Regions from separate parts of the Mus musculus genome. Here region 1 is linked to region 2. Evidence: chromatin contacts called from public Hi-C data. All regions are on one chromosome and are shown on one strand. Each heading gives the region's core, a stretch centred on a gene start, on an enhancer-like site or on the middle of the called end of the contact. The rest is flanking DNA. Distances are from core to core; before and after follow the strand shown.

Evidence for each region. Hi-C and Micro-C count contacts between places; a contact is called where the count stands out from the background.
Region 1: a contact with region 2 is called in a Hi-C map of adipose-derived mesenchymal stem cells, with 2.4 times the contacts expected there. The contact joins two enhancer-like sites. A contact is called at or near these places in 15 of 484 Hi-C or Micro-C datasets (the 3T3-L1 cell line, 3T3-L1-derived adipocytes, the C2C12 cell line and 10 more) and 1 of 115 datasets of contacts at active chromatin or transcription factors (embryonic fibroblasts).

The regions. Positions count from the first base shown.
Region 1 is chr2:137,720,946-137,724,853 of GRCm38.p6, reverse strand. Gm14064 (a long non-coding RNA gene) reads right to left here. Exons shown (of 6, transcript XR_866773.2): 6 at 2,451-2,809. Among named protein-coding and RNA genes, the nearest start is that of Gm14064, 60 kb to the right of the region's middle. Within about 2 kb of position 2,578, at least 48 of the 459 cell types and tissues checked have an H3K27ac peak or open chromatin away from gene starts, as enhancers often do. A contact at or near this core is called in the C2C12 cell line, the C3H10T1/2 cell line, adipose-derived mesenchymal stem cells and 2 more, where this site is marked.
Region 2 is chr2:137,596,084-137,599,843 of GRCm38.p6, reverse strand. No RefSeq gene overlaps it. Among named protein-coding and RNA genes, the nearest start is that of Gm14064, 65 kb to the left of the region's middle. Within about 2 kb of position 1,468, at least 26 of the 459 cell types and tissues checked have an H3K27ac peak or open chromatin away from gene starts, as enhancers often do. A contact at or near this core is called in the C2C12 cell line, the C3H10T1/2 cell line, adipose-derived mesenchymal stem cells and 2 more, where this site is marked.

The DNA of each region.
Region 1 (3,908 bases), core at 1,329-3,828, 120 kb before region 2:
TAGCTAGGTGGATAAAGGGTTGCTGTGCAAACTCGAAAGCTACAGTTCACAACCCCAAGTCACGCATGAAAAGGCTGATCCATTAGCATATGTCTGCAATGCCAGAGTTTGGCAGAAGCAGGGTTGAGAAAAGAAGATGATCCAATGTCAGCAGCTCATTGACTACTCAGTCTAGTCAAAACAACAAGCTTAAGGCTTTATAATGAGGTGGAAAGCAAAGGAGGAAGACACTCACGGTTGTCCTCTATCCTCTACATAATGCTTAAGCACATTCACATGTATACACATGTGTCTGCACATGCACATGTGCAAACACTTACACCACATCCCAAAAAAGGAAAAGAAAAATAGAAAAGGAGATGATTACAAGGGTGCACTGAAGGAGGTAGTGTGGCAACACAGGAGAGAAGCAACTATAAGAAAGAAGAGACACATAGCAAGAATCCAGCCATGTTGATATTTGCACCCAGACATCTGGTTCCTAGAATCAAGAAAGCATGCGTTTCCCTGATTTAAGCCACCATGTCTGTAGCACTTTTCAATTTGGCCTTAGCAAACGTACACAATGCATCTGGACTTACTGCTGTATGAGTCTATGTGTAACAATACATTTTCTATTTCTATGAATTTGTGTAGCATGTATCAAAACCACAAATATGTCCCATTTTGAAGCCATTGGAATACACCATTGTGAAAACTAACACAATATTAAGAAATAAAATCTCTTGAAACATTATTACAAGAGTATGTGGATCTAACTTGCCAGGCCACCCATAGGACTAAAGGGCCAGGCTGACATGTCTGCTACCTACTATCACAATGACAAACTACTAGAAATCTTAGCAGATAACCCGCATTCTTTTTTCATTTGTTTGTTTGTTTGTTGTAAAGCTAGACATCAAGAGATTAGTTTTTTCATTTTGGGTAAGGTTTGGCTTATTCTGTTGACTCATTTCTTTGTTGTTTAAGGGTCAGTCAGCTGCAGTCTGGCTGAAGTAGGCTGGCCTTGGCCTTGACTCTGCTCTAATAGACAGAATCTTTTCTGAAACTTGTGAAGGCCAAAGGACAGCAAATACAGATTCCAGAAGTAGAGAGACTCCACAGGTTAATGGGAGAAACTGTAAAGTCATATTACAAAGGCCAAGCAAGCACACAACAAATAATAAATACATAAATAAATATTATTCAGTATCATATTTGTAATCAAGTAAAGATAGGTTACTCTACAAGAAAGAAATCTGACCCAAAATGGCATTTAAAAGAAAATACCCACCAAAATGCCCACTCAGGATAAAATTTCTCCCAAGTTAAAGACACAAATGATAGAGAAGCTCTTGAAGAAGATGCTCAAGATATGACCATTTGACCTAACTTTTCTTCCAAGGTAGAGAACAAGACAGAGAGAGAGAGAGAGAGAGAGAGAGAGAGAGAGAGAGAGGAAAGAGAGAGAGAGAGATGAAGACAGAGATGGAGACAGAGGTAGAGAGACAGAGAAAAACAGAGAGACAGAGAGTCGGAGACACAGAGAGCTGAAGAGACAGAGGCAGAGACAGAGAGAGACACGGAGAGGAATTGAAAGGCCTCTAGCTAGCCCGAGCACGACACACATGACATGAGTCTGGCAGGCCTTGTCCTTCTCCCCCATTTCCTCTGCCTTGCTGAAAACCATTAGATTACATTCCTAAAGCGAGCCCTCAAGGTCTATTCCCTTATTTGGACATTTCCTCCTTTAGAGGCTGACTACCAAGGTCCAGCTATCAAAGTATTCAAATCCAGCAATCAAAAGCCTACCTTGGTTCATCTAATTAACATGCCCAATTAAAATTAAATACCTCATCCTAACACAGGGTTTCTTGTTTTACCTTTAGAAACCACCATTTTCCTAAGAGCCAATTCTTTTTCCTCTCTATCCAGAGACAGTCCTTTGTCCTCCCATTCCCCCCCCCAAGAATTGGTACTCCTGCCCCCTCTCTTTTGTTCCTTTCCCCTTCTCCCTTGTCCTTTATCATCTCTGCTTTTGTCTTCATCCTGTCTTTGTCTCTTATTCTCTGTCCTTTGTCCATCTGGTGCAAATAAATCTACTTTGTGCTTAGAACTTGGTCTCGGGGTCCTGATCTGATACAGATACTTTCAGAAGCAAAGAATGGAAGAATGACGGAGGAAGAAAGAAAGAAAGAAAGAAAGAAAGAAAGAAAGAAAGAAAGAAAGAAAGAAAGAAAGAAAGAGAGAGAGAAAGAAAGAAAGAGAGAGGGGGGAGGGAGGGAGGGAGGGAGAGAGGGAGAGAGAGAGAGAAAGAAAGAAAGAAAGAAAGAAAGAAAGAAAGAAAGAAAGAAAGAAAGAAAGGTGGAAGGAAGGAAGGAAGAAAGAAAGAGAAGAAGAAGAAGAAGACGACGACGACGAAGAAGAAGAAGAAGAAGAAGAAGAAGAAGAAGAAGAAGAAGAAGAAGAAGAAGAAGAAGAGAGAGAATGAGAGAATAAAGAAGAATAGAATAATCGTCTGCTCCTGTGGCTCAGCATTGGGTATAACTGCTCTCTGCTATGAGTCACAGATGACTGAGGGGTCGGTGTAGGGCATGACTCAGGGCCTAAGACAAAGATAGAACTTGATGGAGGTGGCAGGAGGCAGGAGGGCTCAGCAAGTTCAGGCATTATCTCAGCATTCCGGTGAATTCTTCTCTCCTGCAGCTGGAGGAGGCGGATAGAGAGTTCCTGCTGCATCCATAGGAAGAGATCCTACTCAGGCAGGCCTTTGGTCAAGGGCTCAAGTGACTCCAAAAAAGGAGTGGTTGATTCCGAGAGGTTTGTAGATCTGCTTAAGAAAACAAAACAAAACAAAACTGTGTTTCAGCTCCCCTCCCATCAGACTGTGGGCCAGATCAACAGACCATATCACCCTGCCATTGTATGCGGCCCCAGGAGCCAGTTACACAGTCAGTTTGAGAAGTTAATATTTAGAAAGCCTAATGACTCCATATTATTTCCTGTAAGGAAGAAATAATAAGGCAATGTTATCTGGTGTCCCACTCTCACGTAGATTTGCATTTAGCAACAGGGGTTTGAATATTTGTTTGTTTGTTTTTGTAATTATCTTGCTCAATAACAATTCAATAATTGCTAAGACTTGTTTCTGTATTTTGCTTTTTTAGGCAATACTCTTTGATTTTTGACTGCATAGTAACATGCCCAAATATATAAATATTTGTGCATCAAGTTCAAACAACCAGTACATCTCCAAAAAAGAGAACAGAAAAGAAAGAAAGAAAGAAAGAAAGAAAGAAAGAAAGAAAGAAAGAAAGAAAGAAAGAAAGAAAGAGAAAGAAAGAAAGAAAGAAAGGAAGGAAGGAAGGAAGGAAGGAAGGAAGGAAGGAAGGAAGGAAGGAAGGAAGGAAGGAGAAAAGGAGGAAAAAAAGAAAGAAAGAAAATTCTATTACCCTAAAATGACTTAGGAACAGAACTGAATCTTTGCCAAATAAGGTGCCTATTGGCCTTAAGATGCTGAACTTGAAAATGACTGTCTTAGAAACAAAGGCTAAGTGTGGTTGGCTCTCACTCAACGTGGCCACTAACATCCTTAATTACAGGACATGGCATCATTTTGATTCACAGCAGAATAAAAGGCATCTATTTGTATATTTGGAAGTTTGACTGAGGATTTCCTGATGAAGTCATTTCTGCCTTACAACAGCCCTGCTTGTACACTAGAGTTAAAACCAGGTCACCACCATTTCCATGCAAGTGTGAGTGTGTGTGTGTGTGTGTGTGTGTGTGTGTGTGTGTGTGTGTGTGTGTATGTGTGTGTGTACATGCACACTTCATTCCATAGTCTAATTAAGACTTACACATACATAATTTTCTCTAAGATTAATGCTAGTGATAAATCAAAATTTTACCTAAAAAGGAAAACACTT
Region 2 (3,760 bases), core at 219-2,718:
GGTCACTTCTGAAATGGAATCTTCATGAGAACTCATTAAAGAATTGTTACATGGACATGTTACCATAGTGAATGTAGCCAATAATTTAGGATGGTTGAGGAGTCTGTATTCCTACACAGCATCTTTATAAAGAGCTATTTTATTCTTTAAGAATTTCACACAATGTGTTTGGGCCATATTCCCCTGCAGTGCTTCCATACATGCCACTTTTAATGGAAGCCCAGTTATGGCTAAACTACTAAGTAAGTTTAGATCCAATTGATGTTCGCAGTATGTTTGGAATATAGAAGAGCCTGGTGGAGGTACTGTCCTAACAGGACTGTTGAGCATTCTACTTAGAATCCTGGTCATCTGGAAAATGTGAGACATTCTGGGTTGCTAGAATCACTATAAAGAGGGTCAAATATGCTTCCAAAACACTTCTTATGTCTGCTTAAATATGTGAATCGCTTTTTGACTGGACACAAAACATTGTCCTGTTCACTCATGAGAAATCAAAATTCCCAGGCTTTAAGGGATGGCATATTGTATGACCTTTTCATATTAAACCAGCTTCCATCATACAAAGCCTTCCAGGATTGTCAACTCATTCACCAGTAGGATTTCAAATGGGAAGATAAAATGCAGATGTAATTTAAAATTATGTTTTACTTAAGCATAAAGGCCCAGAGAATGTCTCTCTTAGATAGCATCTTAGGCGACAAGCTTCTGCACCTCCTGGTCACACACACACACACACACACACACACACACACACACACACACACACACAATCAGCATCAAGTTCAGCCTCAAACTACTGAAGAGGAATCTACATTCAGTGTAACAAAACCCCCAGGTGATTCGTATGCATGGTAACACCTTACAAGCAATGCTGTAAAATACATTTTGAAAACCAGAGCCAAGAACAGTGACAGGAATAATTTTAACCTGGAAAATTTCAAGTATCAGTCTTACAGTTCAATCACCTTGACCCATGAAAGACTTCAGTGGTTCTTCCCTCCGCCCCCAAGAACATCTGCTCTGGGTCAGGATATTTTTTTTCCCCAAGAAAACCTCATATCTGAAGACGGTATGTAAAACAGTACATTTTTGAATCGAGAAGAAGCAGAGATCAGTGTTGCAGTTTGTAGCTTTCTTGGCCCATGAACAAATTTTATTTATACTAAAACTGTCCCACAGAATCAGAACTTTGTCTGCCATTTTAATCGACTCCCCCACAGAGGACTAGCCTATTTCCCAGCTCCACCAGGGAATGCATCATCTCATTTTAGCTGACAAAGAATCAGAGACTTCCCAAATTACTATTCCCAAGCCACTCAGAGACCCAAGCACAGATTCTGAATCAGGTGCGTGTGAACCACGAGCAGGGCTTGTGTTGTGAAGGAAAAGATGAATCCCAAGCCTCTACAAGCAAAATCCTCAAGTTAATAAAAGCCATGCACAGCCTCAAGTCCATGTAAGGTAGGGATCAGCCCGCAGGAACAAGGTTCCCATCGGAACCTTCCCAGCACAGTCATGACTCATGCCCAGAGCCATCTTGTCCCTGCAAGAAAAGCATAAATCATCGCCCATTCTGAAAAATGATGCCAAAAGTGCATTTTATTCAAATGCATTCCTTAAAATAATTGCTGAGAAAAGAATACAAGTGTATTCGACCAACAGCCGACTCTTCAGCCTGTGCATCTGGAGGGAAAATATGTCATGCAGTAACTAAGTGGATTCTAGAGATGTTGGGAATTCCTCTGTGTACTAAAGTCCAGGATCTATGGAGCCTGCTTCATTCTTTTTAAGAAAAACAAAAAAAAACTTTTGCTCTTTCTGTTACATCCAGAAAGTAACTTTCTGAGTATTCTACTGTAAACCCTACTATATTTCCCTCATTTTTATTATTTATTTTCCTTTTAACCAACAGCTCTGAAAATTACATAAATAAGATTTCTATTTAAAAAAATCTTTTTTCTTTTCACTCTCCTAAATCTTCCATTAGCATGAACAGAGCTCCAGTATATTTCATAATTTCATAACGCTGCTCTCCTCCTGATACCCCTCGTTATCTAATCCTCTTTAAATGCACATTTATTGCCTCACATTACCTAAGCTTTTATATATTTCTTGTTACCCAGAAGCAGCCGCTGAGGCAAGGACACAAAGGTGGGTGACTGTTCTAAGGGATTCTGTAAAATGCTAAGGGACCTGTGCTAGGGACGAGCAGAAAGTTCGTGAGAAGTCTATTAGCAAACAAGTCCATCCCTCTGATGTAAGATCCTAAATTTTGTTCTGTCGGCTGAGAGCCAAGCATCTGGGATATTCAGTTGTCAAATCCCTGACAGCCATTATTTGAGGGCTAGTTCTGGGAATATTTTCTTAGTGCTTAGACTGAGTGTGGTAAAAACATTAAAAAAATAATCCCACAACAAAACAATAAAACTCTTTTGAGGTACAGTTACTCATAACGATCATTCTTAGGGATATGAACACAGCAGTCAAAGGGAAAAGAGCAAGAGATCCATAGCATCTTCTCCATCTCCGTTTCCGTTCACCAATCCAGCCCAAAAGGAGCTGCTACTGAGCAAGGATACAGCCAACACTTAGTCGTCTCTAGAAATTGCTGTATGGTTTTGTTCGAAGGCTATTAGCCATGACTTGCCTCCTACATGAACTCTTCTCTTTCAGGCTTTGATGACAATAAATCCTGCGGGCCTACTCCTTTTTCTGCTTGCCACTCCTTTTCATTGTGCTGGGGCATCTTCCTGCAGCCAACCTCGAAAGGTTAGAATCCTCCATTGTACAGAGTCGGTGCTAGATGATCTCATCTGTTGTTACAGCTCAAGTTACTTTCTAACCATATCAAACCATGTACAAACTTGTGTCTCCAAGGACCCAGGTCTCTTGACAAGAGAGGTAGATGGCTCATGTGACACAGGTTATCACATAATTGCTTCAAATTCACCTAGTGGAGGTAAATATGAATTTCTTCTCATAGAATTAAAAAATGGCTTAATGTTACCTATCTCTATGAATAACATCACATCCCATTCAGTTAGTCAGACTGAAAAACTGTAGTCAACCTTGACATAATCTCCTTATTTCCTGCCTCCATATTTTCCATCTTAATTGAACTTTATCAATTGTGTCCTATCAGTAGACCTTTCTTTAGTAGACCTTTCTTTAGTCCAAATTCCTTTCCATTGTCCATATTTTCCTATATGATTTGTTTAAATGCGTTTTCTCCATCATTCAGAACGAAATTGAGCTCTAAGGATATCACCTTCTGCAACATTTGTCCCTTCTTGGCTTCTGCCTCATCAACACTACTCTCTTACTCTCTTACTCTCTGCCTCACTTTCTCTACTCTGCCTGCACTTCCCTCTTCCTGGTTCTGGAAAGTATAGTCATCCTTGGGCCTGTGGATCTTAATATCTTCTATCTAGTTTACATCAATTACTTCTCTTAGCATAAGGCTCACTTCACTATCTTCTAACTCATCTTTTTGAAGGAAGTTTAATATAATTTTCTCAAGGAAGATCTCCCTGATTTCTTTTTTGACCCCTTAAACTAAAGAATACATTCTCCTTGATTCCTATTTAAGACATGAACGTATTCTCTTAGCTCCTACTGTAATTAATTGTTTGGGTAATTAGTTGCCTGCTTCCGTGTAAGCTCCCTGAGAACAGGCAGTATGTCAATTTAATTCCCTTCTAAATACTCAGCAATTCCTGGCACCTGGTAAGATTCCTTCCTGTATTGTGCAAATGCA